4 separate regions of the Mus musculus genome follow, and all the other regions are linked to region 1. A link is a contact called in public promoter capture Hi-C data. All regions are on one chromosome and are shown on one strand. The core of a region is the stretch at or near the end of the contact, and the rest is flanking DNA. Distances in the headings are between cores, read along the strand shown.

The links. Promoter capture Hi-C pulls out the DNA fragments that hold promoters and counts their contacts.
Region 2: a promoter capture Hi-C map of pre-B cells shows a contact between it and region 1, with 5 times the contacts expected there. The contact joins the promoter of Pif1 here to the promoter of Rab8b in region 1. A contact is called at or near these places in 3 of 39 promoter capture datasets (erythroid cells, liver and pre-B cells) and 1 of 115 datasets of contacts at active chromatin or transcription factors (T-cell acute lymphoblastic leukemia).
Region 3: a contact with region 1 is called in a promoter capture Hi-C map of pre-B cells, with 5 times the contacts expected there. The contact joins the promoter of Pdcd7 here to the promoter of Rab8b in region 1. A contact is called at or near these places in 3 of 39 promoter capture datasets (erythroid cells, liver and pre-B cells) and 1 of 9 other capture datasets (liver).
Region 4: a contact with region 1 is called in a promoter capture Hi-C map of pre-B cells, with 4 times the contacts expected there. The contact joins the promoter of Pclaf here to the promoter of Rab8b in region 1. A contact is called at or near these places in 3 of 39 promoter capture datasets (liver, pre-B cells and stem cell-derived epiblast-like cells), 1 of 484 Hi-C or Micro-C datasets (B cells) and 1 of 9 other capture datasets (liver).

Annotation. Positions count from the first base shown.
Region 1 is chr9:66,917,616-66,921,309 of GRCm38.p6, forward strand. Rab8b (RAB8B, member RAS oncogene family) reads right to left here and starts at 2,090. Exons shown (of 8, transcript NM_173413.3): 1 at 1,895-2,090. The coding sequence starts at 2,018.
Region 2 is chr9:65,585,146-65,588,814 of GRCm38.p6, forward strand. It overlaps Pif1 (PIF1 5'-to-3' DNA helicase), which reads left to right and starts at 2,029. Exons shown (of 12, transcript NM_172453.5): 1 at 2,029-3,249. The coding sequence starts at 2,704.
Region 3 is chr9:65,343,822-65,347,341 of GRCm38.p6, forward strand. It overlaps Pdcd7 (programmed cell death 7), which reads left to right and starts at 2,247. Exons shown (of 5, transcript NM_016688.2): 1 at 2,247-3,187. The coding sequence starts at 2,321.
Region 4 is chr9:65,889,042-65,892,411 of GRCm38.p6, forward strand. It overlaps Pclaf (PCNA clamp associated factor), which reads left to right and starts at 1,282. Exons shown (of 4, transcript NM_026515.2): 1 at 1,282-1,433; 2 at 1,691-1,768. The coding sequence starts at 1,388. The region is part of intron 1 of Trip4 (thyroid hormone receptor interactor 4); the gene reads right to left.

The DNA of each region.
Region 1 (3,694 bases), core at 840-3,339:
CACTTTCGAGAAGGGAGATGACATTTAAAATCTGCTTCCTCAGAAAAGTCCCACTCAAGACTAACTGCCAAGAACTCGCAACTCAAACTTCCTTCAGCCCAGATATCACAACACCCAAATTTCCATTCAGTCTGTAGGAAAAAAAAAAATCAGAATAAACCATGGAGACTCTTTACCAATACTTACACTGGAAAGTGCTCGATACCTACTTTTAAAATGTCACCTATTTTCAAATGCCACAAATATTTAAACACGGATTTTGTTTTGTTTTTAATTCAAGGTTTTTTTCCTGCATAAATGTATGTACACCATGTAAATGTCTAGTCCCCACGGAGGCCAGAAGAGGGTGTTGTATTCCATTAGAATTACAGGCAGTATGAGGTGCCAAGTGAGTGCTATGAACCAAACCTGGGTCCTCTGTAAGAGCAGCAAATCCTCCTAACCACCATAGCAACTTTCCAGCCCCTTTGACATACTTATTGTCAACACACTAGTTCCCCATTACTTGTGGATCACCTGGAAAGCCATTTGAAAAATGCTTTAAATAAGCTAGTATTAGAGGCCAGACAACCAAAAAGCTGATGAGTGAGTGGGCCACTGGACTGCAGCTATTTAACAAAGGAAATAATGTTAAGGTCATCCTACTGAAGGTTTAAAAGCAGTTTTGATGTGTTCTTCAGTTTACAACTTAAAGATCCTGTTTACCTGCACACAATGTCTTTTACTGAAGATACAAGAGCAGCTCCCAGTGAAGAGTGAGAAATTTTTTTCTTGAGTCAATTAGAAGTAATTGGGAAATATACAGTATGTTATGATTCACCTACAAAGTAATTAGAATCAAAGGAAACTACACAGGGAGGCAGGCGGAATGTACAGTCAATCACTTGGCTTGGATGTTACCAACTACACGAGCTCAAGAATTTACAAAGTTGAGAAACTTACTGCTGCTTCCCAAGACACGGAATAAGGCGGTGAACAATAAATTTCTTCTAACCACATCATCTCCCAAAGTCCCCAGCCCCTTTAATTCCTATAAACACTCAAAAGATTTTTAACACCCCGTAGACATTACTCCATCATTAGTCACTTTTTAAATCTCGATTCAAAGATGTCAAGAGAAAATGGAAACCAGCGTTCCCAGTTACTAGGGAAAGTCCTGAGCCCCGCGTTTTCCATTTCCTCTCTGATCTCTCAACCCCTGCACTGCATCCCCTGCTTCCCCTTCTCCTTTCTAGTTAACACTCAGCTCGCCTTCACTTTCTCCACCAAGTAGCCTCAAGTCGCCCTCGGGTCCTCCTGAGTCCTTCTCCCACCTACAATCTTCTGCATTTTCTCTTGGCATCTCTGTTCACACCTTTAGAGTCAATGTCGTTTTATCGCTTGCCTCCTGATCATTCAGTCAGTCATTCCCCTCAATTCCCTGTTGACCGCCTCCTAGTCTCACTTCTCTTGTCCCTGGTGTCCTCTGCCCCTTTACTTCATTTGAAGCCCCTCTTTGAGTCCTCAAACCTTCATTTCCCTCTTCACATTTCCTTCCTCTTTCCTGTCTTTCTAACCCACGTTCGTATTCACTCTCCCTCCCCTCCTTCTCTTTCCGTACGATTTCCTGTGTTCCCCCGACTCCGTCCCTCTGGGACGCCGCTGCCGCCGCCGCCCCGGAGCCCCCTCGTGTCCCCAACACCCCTGGTTTCCGATTGCTCCGGTTCCCTTTCGTCCGTCCGCAGTTCCGCATCCCCATCCGTCCCTTTCAGCCTCTCCGGCTCTCACTGCCCTCTCCGCGGCCCTTCGGGGTCCCCTTCTCCGGTCGCCAAGCCCTCGCGTGCCCTCTCCCAGGCCCCCAGGCACCCGCCCCCCTCGTCTCAGCTCCCGTCCCGGGCCGCGGCCGCTCCCTCACCGATGGTGGAGATAAAGGTGGTGTTGAAGGCGTCCTCTGAGAAGCGGAACAGGAGGCAGGTCTTGCCAACGCCGGAGTCGCCGATGAGCAGCAGCTTGAACAGATAATCGTACGTCTTCGCCATCTTCTCACTCCGGCCCTCTCTGACCGCCAAGAGCAAGGAGGCGGTGGAAAGCAGCGCGGAGGGGGGGCCTCTGGCGAGGGGGCGTGTCTGCCAAGCCACCCGCGCCCCGCCCCGCCTCTCGCCCCACCCTCTTGAGGCGACAGGCTCGCTCCTCCCCGTCCCAGCCAATCTGCCCGCGCCTTGTCATCACCCTCCGCCCCGCGAGGCTTTATGGGATTTGTAGTACTCTGGGAGAGCCGCGGGCGTGCCTCGCCCAAACTGTCCGAACAACCTCCCTGGATAACAAATCTGAGTGATGTAGGGTGGTGTGTTAAGACTTTCCATCCTTACAGGGAAAAGACGCTTCGTTTCAAACTCCTCTTCTTTTGCCAAGGGAACTTGACTTTGTTGTTTCTTTGTTTATGGGCATCTTTCAAATCCAAGACCTCGGAATCTAAGTCCTGCAGTTCGCTCATCTACTTGCCTGAACCCGGAGCTCGGCAAGCTTTCTTTGGAGATGCAAAGGTTCACGAAGTCTGTGAATTAGCTGCAGAGTATTACCCAGCCTCTCCCGTTCCCGCCCATTTCCTAGGCCCCCTTCCACAGCCCTTCAATTATAGAGCTCAAGGAGTGATGTTAGCGGGCTAATTTCATTCCCACTTGTGCCTTCTGAACTACAGGCCACAGCCAAATGCGATGATCATTTTAGAGGCTCTGCTTCATAGATACCGCCTCGCGCACCGCGGGAGGATGAATTCTTGAGAAAGAAAGAAAGAAAGAGAGAGAGAGAGAGAGAGAGAGGGAGGGAGGGAGGGAGGGAGGGAGGGAGGGAGGGAGGGAGAGAGAGAGAGAGAGAGAGAGAGAGAGAGAGAGAGAGAGAGAGAAAGAAAGAAAGAAAGAGAGGAGAGGGGAGAGAGGGGAGAGAGGGAGAAGAGAAGAGAAGAGAAGAGAAGATAAGATAAGAGAAGAGAAGAGAAGAGAAGAGAAGAGAAGAGAAGAGAAGAGAAGAAAGATGTGGGAAGGCTTGTGCTACGAACAGCTTATAAAATAGCGCCACCTGAGACAGGTGACGGGAACTTTGGCCATAGAAGATGTAGAGATTTAGATTTGGATTTAGTCTTTGCTAAGCCACTTCACAGCTGTGTGAAGTCTCACAGGCTTGACACGTCTCAGTTTTCTCATCTGTAAAGACGAATGAAAAACAAACTACTTCATAGGTTGTAGTGAAAATTAAATACTGAGTGTGAAAGCACTTTGAAACTTGGTAAGGTGCTGTGAAGTGTAGGTGTTAGTTGCGTTTAAATTTATCACTCCTCAGGAGGCTTTCAATTAATGGGTGGCAAAAGGAAGGGAGGAAATAGCACTTTGATGTATTCAATTCAAGCCTTCATTATTTATTACCCTAGACTAATTCTTTATTGTTCAGTGCTCTTTTATCTGCAAGTGGCAGAAACCCAGCCAGATCAAGCCCCTGTGAGACAAGGGTTTACTATCCAGATCATGAGGAAGGAGTGGCTAAGGGGGACCAGGAGCTTTATCTTGTCAGAAGTCTCTGTCTCATCTCTGCTTCTTTTTCAGTTTTAATTTAAAATATGTTAAATACCAACTGTCCTAACATACACACACACCAACAAAAATTCTTTTGGATGCCTCCATTTTTAAGAGTATTAAAGGGGCCCTGCCTGACAACAAACTAT
Region 2 (3,669 bases), core at 779-3,278, 1.3 Mb before region 1:
TTTCTGCATTATATTTTCTTGAATATTTTCATAATAAAATGTTAGGGCACAAGGGTCTGAGAATAAGAATTATAAATTTGGGCTGGAGAGATGGCTCAGTGGTTAAGATCACTGACTGCTCTTCCAAAGGTCCTGAGTTCAATTCCCAGCAACCACATGGTGGCTTACAACCACCCGTAATGAGATCTGATGCCCTCTTCTGGTGCATCTGAGGACAGCCACAGTGTACTTACATATAATAATATTTAAATCTTTATATTTAAAAAAAGAATTATAAATTTTTGGAGGCAGAGGCAGGCAGATTTCTGAGTTCAAGACCAGCCTGTTCTACAGAGTGAGTTCCAGGACAGCCAGGGCTACACAGAGAAACCCTGTCTCGAAAAAGCCAAAAAAGAAGGAAAGAAAAAAAGAAAGAATTATAAATTTTTATCTCAGTAAATACAGAGTTTTTATGTGATGTTGTGAATAGCTTTTAAATTTTTAATATTTATTTAAACATATATGCATATGCACACACATCTATATGTTCATAGAGTTTTTCCTACATGTTTGAATGTGTGTACCAGAAGGTGTTAGATCTCCTGGAACACAAGGTTGTGAGTCACTGTACTAGCTGAAAACAAATGGTCTTAACCTGTGAGCCATTCCTCCAGTTCCAACGAAAACATTTTCAGGATTAGAGAGATGGCTCAGCAGTAAAGAGCACACATGGGTCTTGCAGAGATCTCCAAGTCCCAGACCCCACGTGGTGGTTCACAAGCATCAGTTTCAGGAGGTTCAACAGGCACACAAGTGGAGCACATGCAGGCAAAACATTCATACACATAAAGTAAAATAATTCTTAACAATTCTTATAATTCTTATTTTGAATATCAAATTTGAGGGCTGTACACTCTGATCCTCAGCGCTGACTGGCCACAGTGGTAGATGCATGGAATTGTAACATTTAGGTGGAGGCAGAAAGATCAGAAACTCAATGTTATGTCCCTGAGAGTAGCAACTTAGAGATATTTGAGGCTAGCCTTGGATATATGATATCTTGGAGGGAAGAGGGGGAGGGGAAAGAAAGAAGAAAGAAAGAAAGAATGAATGAATTTAGTTTGTAGTGGCTATTATTATCTGTAAAATGAGGTGACTGGACCCACCCAGAAGATCCCTTCCAGCTATGTAATTTCAAACTTCAGTGAAGGAAAAATAATAATTAAAAGTAAGTTTTCAAAGCTGGATCTTGTCAAGTGCTTATAGTCACAGCTATTTAGGGAGCTGAAGGAGGATCCCTTAAGGCCAGGAATTTTTAAAACCAGCCTACACGGATTTCTGAGTTCGAGGCCAGCCTGGTCTACAAAGTGAGTTCCAGGACAGCCAAGGCTACACAGAGAAACCCTGTCTCGAAAAACCAAAAAAAAAAAAAAAAAAAAAAAAAAAAGCCTATAAAATGTAACAAGGCCCCAACTGAAAAAGATAAATTCTCGGAGTGGTCAAAGCAACCAGAGGAGTAAGAATTCCCTGAGAACAAGGACTAACTGGCTTCCTTTATAACCACTGGACATCTGTAGTCTCAGCAGGGTAAAAGACAAGGGGGCAGAGAAGGGCAAAGAATTAGGGAACAGGGAAGCGGACTTGGCTGGCCCAGGGAATGACCTGAACAGGAGCCAGTGGTTCGTTCTGTGGGTGGGAACAGGGTCTCCCCAAAGCCAAGCACAGTCATGTGGTGGTGGTAGAATGAGAAAAGCAGACAGCGTAAATTGAAGGGTTCTCAAATCTTTAGAGCCGCCTTGGGTAACAATACGCCACGCGCCACGGAGCCGCAGCCCCATCCCTACCCCACCACGCCCACTCGTGGAACTCTAAAACGCACCCAAGACCAAACACAAAAAGCCTGCTTCTGGTTAACTGTCCTCAGAGAGTTGGAAAGACGAAGAAACGCCGGCCCGTAGACACGCCCCCGCCCCTGTCCCTGATTGGCTAGAGAATTTAAAGACCAGGCCGGTGATAGGGTGGTTTTTCTATTCCTAGTATTTGAATGTTCTTCCTGCTGAAGCTTTCTGCCGGCCGGTTCAGATCAGCTTTTTCATCTGAAAGCAACGAGTCTATCGGATCCTTGAGGTGGGAGGCAAAGAACGCGATTATTTTAGTGATCCTCGCTGGGAGAGGTACAGATTCGTGGGTCAGACGGAGGGACAATGGATTCCTGGGCCTGGAGGTTCCAGACATTCCCTAATCATTTACCCTTTCCAAAGCACTGGAACCACACTGACCCTGATACCTACTAATTGGTTATTGAAGGGGGTGTGCAAGTCTCAGCCTGTTTTCACTTCCAGCCAGTCTCTTTCCCATCGCCCAACGTGTGATTATTGTTCTGCTTCCTGGGTAGAAGTCCCTAACGAGTCCCCTGTTGGCCTGGGTGAGTCTCCTCAACAAGCTTCTTTTCTGAGCAGGAACACCTTTCTAATGTGGACATTGCAGGACAATCGCTCGCGAATCCTAAGTGCATGTGACCCCACCTTCCAGCAGCAGAGGACGTTTCTCCTCGCTCCAGAGTGCTTGGAATATCTTGGTGGCACCTTCTGTTACCAGTGACAACCTGTTGACACTAAGAGGTCTGGACAGGATTTCCCGTCACCGCAGCCATACCACCTATTACATCTCGATTTTCTGTGACTTATGCGCTCCGGTCTCTGCACGCCTGCAGAGGCATTGGAGATGCCTTCTAGCACAGAGGCGGCGACCGATGAATGTGACGATGCGGAGCTCCGGTGCCGGGTAGCCGTGGAGGAGCTGAGTCCTGGAGGGCAACCTCGCAAGCGCCAGGCCCTGCGCGCCGCAGAGCTGAGCCTAGGTCGAAACGAACGACGTGAGTTAATGCTGCGACTGCAGGCACCGGGACCCACGGGGCGGCCACGCTGTTTCCCGCTACGCGCCGTGCGCCTCTTCACCCGCTTCGCTGCGACTGGGCGCAGCACGTTGCGGCTCCCCACCGATGGAGTCCCTGGAGCTGGCTCAGTGCAACTGCTCCTCTCCGACTGTCCCCCGGAGCGCTTGCGCCGCTTCCTGCGCACGCTGCGCCTGAAGCTGGCGGTTGCCCCTGGGCCGGGACCCGCCTCTGCCCGCGCACAGTTGCTCGGCCCGCGGCCCCGAGACTTTGTCACCATCAGTCCAGTGCAGCCAGAGGAACTGCAGCGTGCTGCAGCCACCAAGGCTCCAGATTCTGCGCTGGAAAAGCGGCCAATGGAATCCCAGACTAGTACGGTGAGAACCAAAAAGGGAGTGTGGGCGAGCTATTATTGAGGATCGAAGAAACCCTGGAGGCCCAAGGTTGGGGGAAGATAGTCAGGAGTATTAAGGAGACAGCTGGTGATTTGAAATGCCCATCGTACCTTATTTGAATATGATGGTGAGGTGTAAATCATCCATGCTTACCCACCAGTAAGTCCCAAGATTAGATAAGCTGAGAACAGGAAACTAGGATCCTGGCCACATCCAAAGAAATAGCGGCGGAGGAGACAAGACAAAAACTTAGAGGAAAGAACGGGTATTAAGTCCCAGAAGAGAGGAACTTTGGGAAATAATAGAAAGGGATCAGGGGCAGGCAATCGTCCAATCACCTGAGGAGAAAACCATCAGGTGGATCTGACGGAGCTTTTAGATTCGATCGGGTGTGGTCACCAA
Region 3 (3,520 bases), core at 997-3,496, 1.6 Mb before region 1:
GGGATAAAAATGGTGTGGTTCTAAAAGGGAAAATGCACTGCAGCTTTGTAAGATGTTGCAAGTTGGGAAACCAGGATAAAGGACACGCAGGCTCCTTTGTATTGTTTCTTACAGCTGAATGTGAGTCTTAAGTTTATACCAAAGAAGTTTAACTTTTTTAACTAATAAGATGGAAGGATTTCCCTTTACAATTCTGGCTTATAGCCATTAGTCAGTTTTCTTTCTTTCTTTCTTTCTTTCTTTCTTTCTTTCTTTCTTTCTTTCCTTCTTCCTTTCTTCCTTCCTTACCTTTCCCTTCTTTCCTTCCTTCCTTCCTTCTTTTCTTTTAAAACATGACACCCTGGAGCCAGGCAGTGGTGGCTCATGCCTTGAATCTCAGCACTGGGGAGGCAGAGGCAGACAGATCTCTTTGAGTTCGAGACCAGCTGGGTCTAGGGAACCAGTTCCAGAACAGCCAGAAGATCAAAGCAAATCAAAGATATTGAAAGAAAGATGAAATTTCAAGACCTGTATGTCATATAAAGTACTCAGAAATTGCTGGTTGTTTGTGAGCCTAGAGGCTGCCTGGGGCTGAGAAAAAAGAAAAACAAACCCGGGCATGCCCCATAGTTAAAACATTCCTGGGAACAGCTTGACCATAAAGATAAAGAGGAATGTGAGGACATAACAGGGCTATCTGAACTGAGTCAACAACTCATAGAACTCTGACATCCTGCACGTACATGTAATTTTTCTGCTGATGTTTGAATAAGCCAATAGCATGTCGCTATGCTGAATTCCACACCCCTAAGCTCCTTACCCCATAAAAACCCCTAGCTTTCGAGCCTGTGGCCAACATCCGTTATCTCCTGTGTGGGATGCATGTTGGTCCGGAACCCCATCATTAAACTACCTTGTGTGTTTACATCAAAGACGGTCTATTCGTGATTTTTTGGGTTTTGGGTGCACACCAAATCGGGAATTGAGTGGGGGTTTCCCCACTAGGTTCTATCAATATGACATATGGACACTGTAACATCTATCTCTCCAAGACCACCTAGCTTCTCTTTGTGTTTCTGTGTTTTACACCCTGCATTCTTTCGACCCCCAGCAGACATACTGCAAATCACTAGTACCTGCTGCTTCCATCCTGTGTTCCTCTCATAACTTTTTGTTGTCTTTCAGATCTTAGCCGGAGCTTCAGACCGTGTCTCTAGTCCCTCTAGAACGTTAACAATCATCAGGATTTCTGAATTCAAGACTGAATTGGAGAGGCCAAACCTACTCCATCTTGGGACCAGCCTCCATCTTCAAGAAAAGAAAAAAGCAGAACTCAAGCTGCACCAAAATACCAGAAAGGACCCCATGGCTTGTCCTTGGCCAGAGTTAATCCCTAGCTACTTCCTAGCAACAGTTAATCAAAGATTAGTTTGATTGTTTCAGATGTACTTTCAAACTGTTTGTGATCAAATGCACGATTCAGGGCACCCAACTATTGGCTTATAGTCATTCTATTAGATGCTTGCCAGACTGGACAACCCCTCCCTCGCTTTGAAAGAACCTAGTGGGGAAACCCCCACTCAATTTCCATTCGGAGCGCACCCAAGAATCACGAACAGACAACCATCTTGATGTAAAAGCATGAGGTAGTTTAATGACGGAGCTCCGGGCCGACATATATCTCCCTCAGGAGACAGAGGTGTCGACCACATGGTGGAGCCATAATGGCAGAGCTCCGGTTCGAAACGTATCTCACACAGGAGACAGTGGTTTCGACTCTGACGCTTGGAAGCTAGGGATTTTTATAGAAAAGGGATGGGGCTGGGGGAGGAATTGGCGAGGTTTCACATGATTGGTTCATTTAAACATCAACAGACTGTCAGAAGGGCGGGAGATAGGGGGGCATGTCCTGGCCTGTTCTGCTATGTTCTCAGCCCCAGGTTTCAAAGCTCACAAACAACTCTTTGGGCTATTTGACATAAATTACATGAATCACATGTCTCAAGTTTTATTTCCTTTCAGCTTTTATTTTTCTATAAAAACTTGTTCTACTGAGGGTTCAGGGCTGCTCCGCCTTCTCTTTCTGTCCTGCTGTGTTAAGGTCGATTTGGAGGAGAGCCCGAGCCTGAGCCCGAAATAAACCCTAACATCGGAGACGGATCCTTGGTGGTTTGGGAAGGTTCAAGCTTCCTGGCACGACAAACCAAGGTCCTGCACTACGCCTCGCTTCCGGGAAGTGAGTCAAGCACCGGTCGCACGTTATACACGTCACTTCCTCCTGGAACCCGGATAAAGAAGTTCCCAGATTACTGTCACTGCTCCCAACCGCTGCACTACAGACATGGCTCTGCCACCTTTTTTCGCCCAGAGCCGTCAGGGACCTCCCCCTCCGCAGCCACCGCCTTCCGCTCCATTCGGCTGTCCGCCCCCGCCGCTGCCCTCTCCGGCTTTCCCGCCGCCCCTTCCCCAGCGACCCGGCCCCTTCCCGGGGGCTTCCGCCCCCTTCCTCCAGCCTCCGCTGGCCCTGCAGCCCCGCGCGCCAGCCGAGGCCTCCCGCGGCGGTGGCGGTGGCGGCGCCTTCTTCCCGGTGCCACCCCCACCGCTGCCGCCGCCGCCGCCGCAGTGCCGGCCCTTCCCGGGGCCCGACGCCGTCGAGCGTCCACGGCCACCGCCTCCAGGTCCCGGGCCGCCCTGGAGCCCGCGCTGGGCGGAGGCGCCGCCGCCGCCCGACGTGCTCGGAGACGCGGCCCTGCAGCGCCTGCGTGATCGGCAGTGGCTGGAGGCGGTGTTCGGGAACCCCCGGCGGCCCGGTGGCCTCCGGACCCCGCGCACACCCGCCGGGCCCAGCCTGGGTGAAGTCCGCGCGCGGTTGCGTTCCGCTTTGCGTTTGGTGCGGCGGCTACGCAGCTTGGGGCAGTCCCTGCGCGAGGCTGAGGCCGACGGAGCAGCCTGGGCCTCCCTGCACGCTCAGGCGGCGCCACTACGAGCGGAGCTAGCGGAGCGGCTGCAGCCGCTGGCCCAGGCCGCCTATGTGGGCGAGGCGCGACGGAGGCTGGAGAGGGTCCGGCGCCGCCGGCTGCGGCTTCGTGAGAGGGCCCGGGATCGGGAGGCTGAGCGGGAGGCGGAGGCCGCGCAGGCCACGGAACGGGAGCAGGAGATTGACCGCTGGAGGGTGAAGTGCGTGCAGGAAGTGGAGGAAAAGAAGCGGGTGAGAACCAGTATGCGCTCGGTGGTTGGAGCTGTGGTGTCTGGAACTCGAATCTGCGTGCTAGTTAACTTGTATGCTTATCCGCGAAAGCTAGCCTTTGCCACTTCTTTGCTCTGTATTCCTTGTTGACGATGTGTGGTGCATAAAACTCTAGAATTTGGACTATAAAGTCCCTTAAACACGCGACAGGTTTACACTGGTGCATTTCTGGGAGGACACACCTCTTGTGTCCTGCTTCAAAGTTGGATCCACTTACTGAAGATGCAGAGCAGTATCTTTTATACTGTCCTAAAGCATGCAAATGTAGAGGACTTGGACCACACCTAGAAACCT
Region 4 (3,370 bases), core at 32-2,531, 1.0 Mb before region 1:
GTAGCCAGTTCTCTTAACTGCTGAGTTACCTCTCCAGCTCCTGTTTTTTCGGTCTAGCTCTTTCCTTTCCTTCCTTCCTTTCTTTTTTTAAATAAACGATTTATTTTAATTTTATGTGTATTGGCATTTTGCCTGCCTGCATGTCTGTGTGAGGGTGCCAAGTCACTTGGAGCTTGGTTACTGCCATGAATGAACTGCCATGCTAGTGCTAGGAATTGAACTGGGTTCCTCTGAAAAAGCAGCAATACTCTCAACTACTGTGCCCCTTTTCTTTTCTTCCTTTCTATATTTTTTTCTTTTTTCTAAAATATTGTGATCTAGCCCAGACTGGCAAGGAACTCACAATTTCCCAGTCTCTCTGCCTCCTCAGGGCTGAGATTACAAGGTGCAGTAGGCCTGGCTTTAAAATCTTTAAATTGAATATACTATTAATTGTTGATTTGGTTAAGGCCCTGAATAGATTTCATTGCTGTTCAAGCATAATTCACTGCAGAAAAGTAGTTCTGTAACATGCTGAAGGGTCATCTTTTAAACAAGCATTAACAGACAGCATTCTGCAGCAAGCACATACGGTTTTGTTTCGTGCATGGCATTCAGAACAAACACAAATTCTTAGGAATATTGTAATTTGAAATATGGGTCAGACAATATGATCTCTTTTTTGCAGGGTTATCCTCACGTGGGTTGGTGCTGTGACCCTTTTACATTTGGCATTTAAAAAATTCTTTGGCCATGTTTTTTAAATTTTATTTACTTATTTTTATATGTGTATGGACAATTTGTCCTAATTTTTTGTCTCATGCGATCTGAAAACGGTTTTTAAAACACTGTAAACTAAATAAACTAAATTGAGTTTTCCTTTCTCCCGCCTCAGAAAGTTGTTTTAGAACACAGTAGGGTTCATCCTTAGGATACTAAACTTTAGTTATGATTTACATAGAAAAGTCCACTTAATTTTCACTTTCAGTGTTTAATTATCATGGATTTAACTCTGGTAACTTTTGAAGAAATTTTACAATCCCTATCTCTACTTGGTTTTATTTTGGCTAGTTCACAACCTATCTACCTCACCTCCATACTTCGTGCCCCCCTCTTCCCCCACCCAGAGTCCTAGCACCGCCTACCAGGGAGGTACAAATCACGACCACTGGGGCTGATGGACTGACTGGCCAGCAAAACCTTAAGTCTCGAGGCTGTCACTGCTGGACGCTGTCAATTGGTCCAGAGTGAAGGCGCGGAACCAATAAGAATCGAGGTTCTCAAGCGCTTGGAGCGCGCGGGAAAGAGACCCATTTAAACGGTGGCGGGAACATCATTTTCGGGTTCTTCTCTAATTGAGACATCTGCAGTTGGGGTGACGGTGAAAGTTGTCTCTTCTTGTGTGAACATGGTGCGGACCAAAGCAAACTACGTTCCAGGAGCCTACAGAAAAGGTAAATGATGCAGCGAGGTGGCAGGGGGTTCCCTAGGCAGCCTGTCCAGGGGTGGAGACGCCCATGGCTGCCTCCCATTGAGCAGCTAGAAGGCAGGCTCCCGGCCCTCACTGCTAATAAGCTGCAGAGAACAGGCAAGGTCGTTTGCTGCTGTTCATCTCCCTCCTCTTTACTGGCCTGGGACTGTTGTAGAACAAAGCTCGGGGATCCGAACCCTCCTGCCTTTTCTGAACGCCCCTATTTATCTCTCTCTGCAGCGGTGGCTTCTCAAGCCCCTAGGAAGGTGCTTGGCTCCTCCACCTTTGTCACCAATTCTTCAAGTTCGTCGAGAAAAGGTAGGAAGGGTCGTGGAAGCTTCTGAAGTAACACCCCGAGAGCATCAGGCCGGGCAAGGCAGTACTAACCTGTGTGGTCCTGACCCGCGGTGGATTTATTTTTACTTAGTTTCCTTCCTCTGGAATTTGTTTCCGTTGACATTCTCACACCTAAATTTCTTTCTCGCCCTCTAAGGGAGCCTTAGTCTTTCAGCAGGCTTGGATGGGGGTGAGGGTCCAATGGAAAATTCATGTCTTGGTGGTGAGGGGCAGTATATTTTTAAACTTTTTTTTTTCTTTTCTGAATGGTGTTTTAAAAATTGTTAACAGTTACTATTTTCTTGGAGGCTACTTAAGTGTCTCCTCATTAGATTTATGGTGATGATTGACTGTACTACCGCGTTTCCGGTTGGGGGATGTATGTGAGTGTCTGTTTGACCATGCATGCAATCTTTGGGAACTGAACCCTGGGCCTTCCTTGCCCATGTTGAACAAGTACCCTACCGCTGAGCTAACCACACTGCCCCAGATTGGTTTGCTTTTGTCTCTGCTTTTCCCTCCTCCTCTACTCCCCAGTTCTTCCCCTATCCGACCTTCCTTTTTAACTCTCTCCTCCCTTTTGTTCTCCCTCCTTCCCTCCCTTTTCCTTCTTCCAAGGTCTCATGTAGCCCAGGCTGGCCTCAACATTTTTATGTACAAAGAACACCTTTGAACTCCAGATCCTTCTGCCCTCCATCTCCCCACTGCTGGAATAACACACACACACACACACACACACGTTCTCATGTAATTCAGGGTAGCCCCAAACTTGTTACGTAGCTAAAGCTGGCCTTCAACTTCTGATCTCTCTGTCTTTAAGATCTTCAATTTAGGGGATTAGCAGGTCAAACTTGGGTTTCCAGGATTGTAGGTGAGATTCACCATTCTCCTGTTATATTTTTTAAAGGGGCAATTTTCTCTGAATTTTGATTTTACATTCCTATATTAAAATATAACCAGGAATGGTATTTTTCTTATGCAAAGGAGCCAGCAGCTTTGAAAAGTAGGATTTACTCTTATAGAAAGCTTAACATTTCCCCTTCCCCAGGTATTGGGGATTGAATCTATGGCCTTGGGCATTTCAGGCAGAGTCCATTGCTGAACTGTGTTCTTAGCTCTATCTGTAATGGGGAGAGGGCTTGGGATTGGAGTTTCAGTAACCTGCCTGCGTTGGCTTTGTGCTTGCTTGGTAATACACGCAGGTTTTGAACTTTGGATCCTTCTGCTTTGTCCTCCCAAGTAGCTGAGCTTATAGGCCTCTGCCACTAGCCTGGCTCACAGTGTATATATTTTTTAACTAAATAACCTAATCGTTCTAAGAAACATACCTGAGTAGTAGGGCACTTGCCTAGCACATGATTCTGGGTTCAATCTCTGAACCAAATTTACACTCATAAACCCTCATAAATTAATAAATAAACAAATTATAAATAAATCTGCTAAATTAAATTTGGACAATTTATCTTATATGGCACAAACGTATATTAAGGAAAAATACATTTTATAAAATGTATTATTGTTGCTACGGGGGTGTATATATGTGTTGTGGCACGAATAAGGTCTGAAGACAACTTCTGGGAGTTG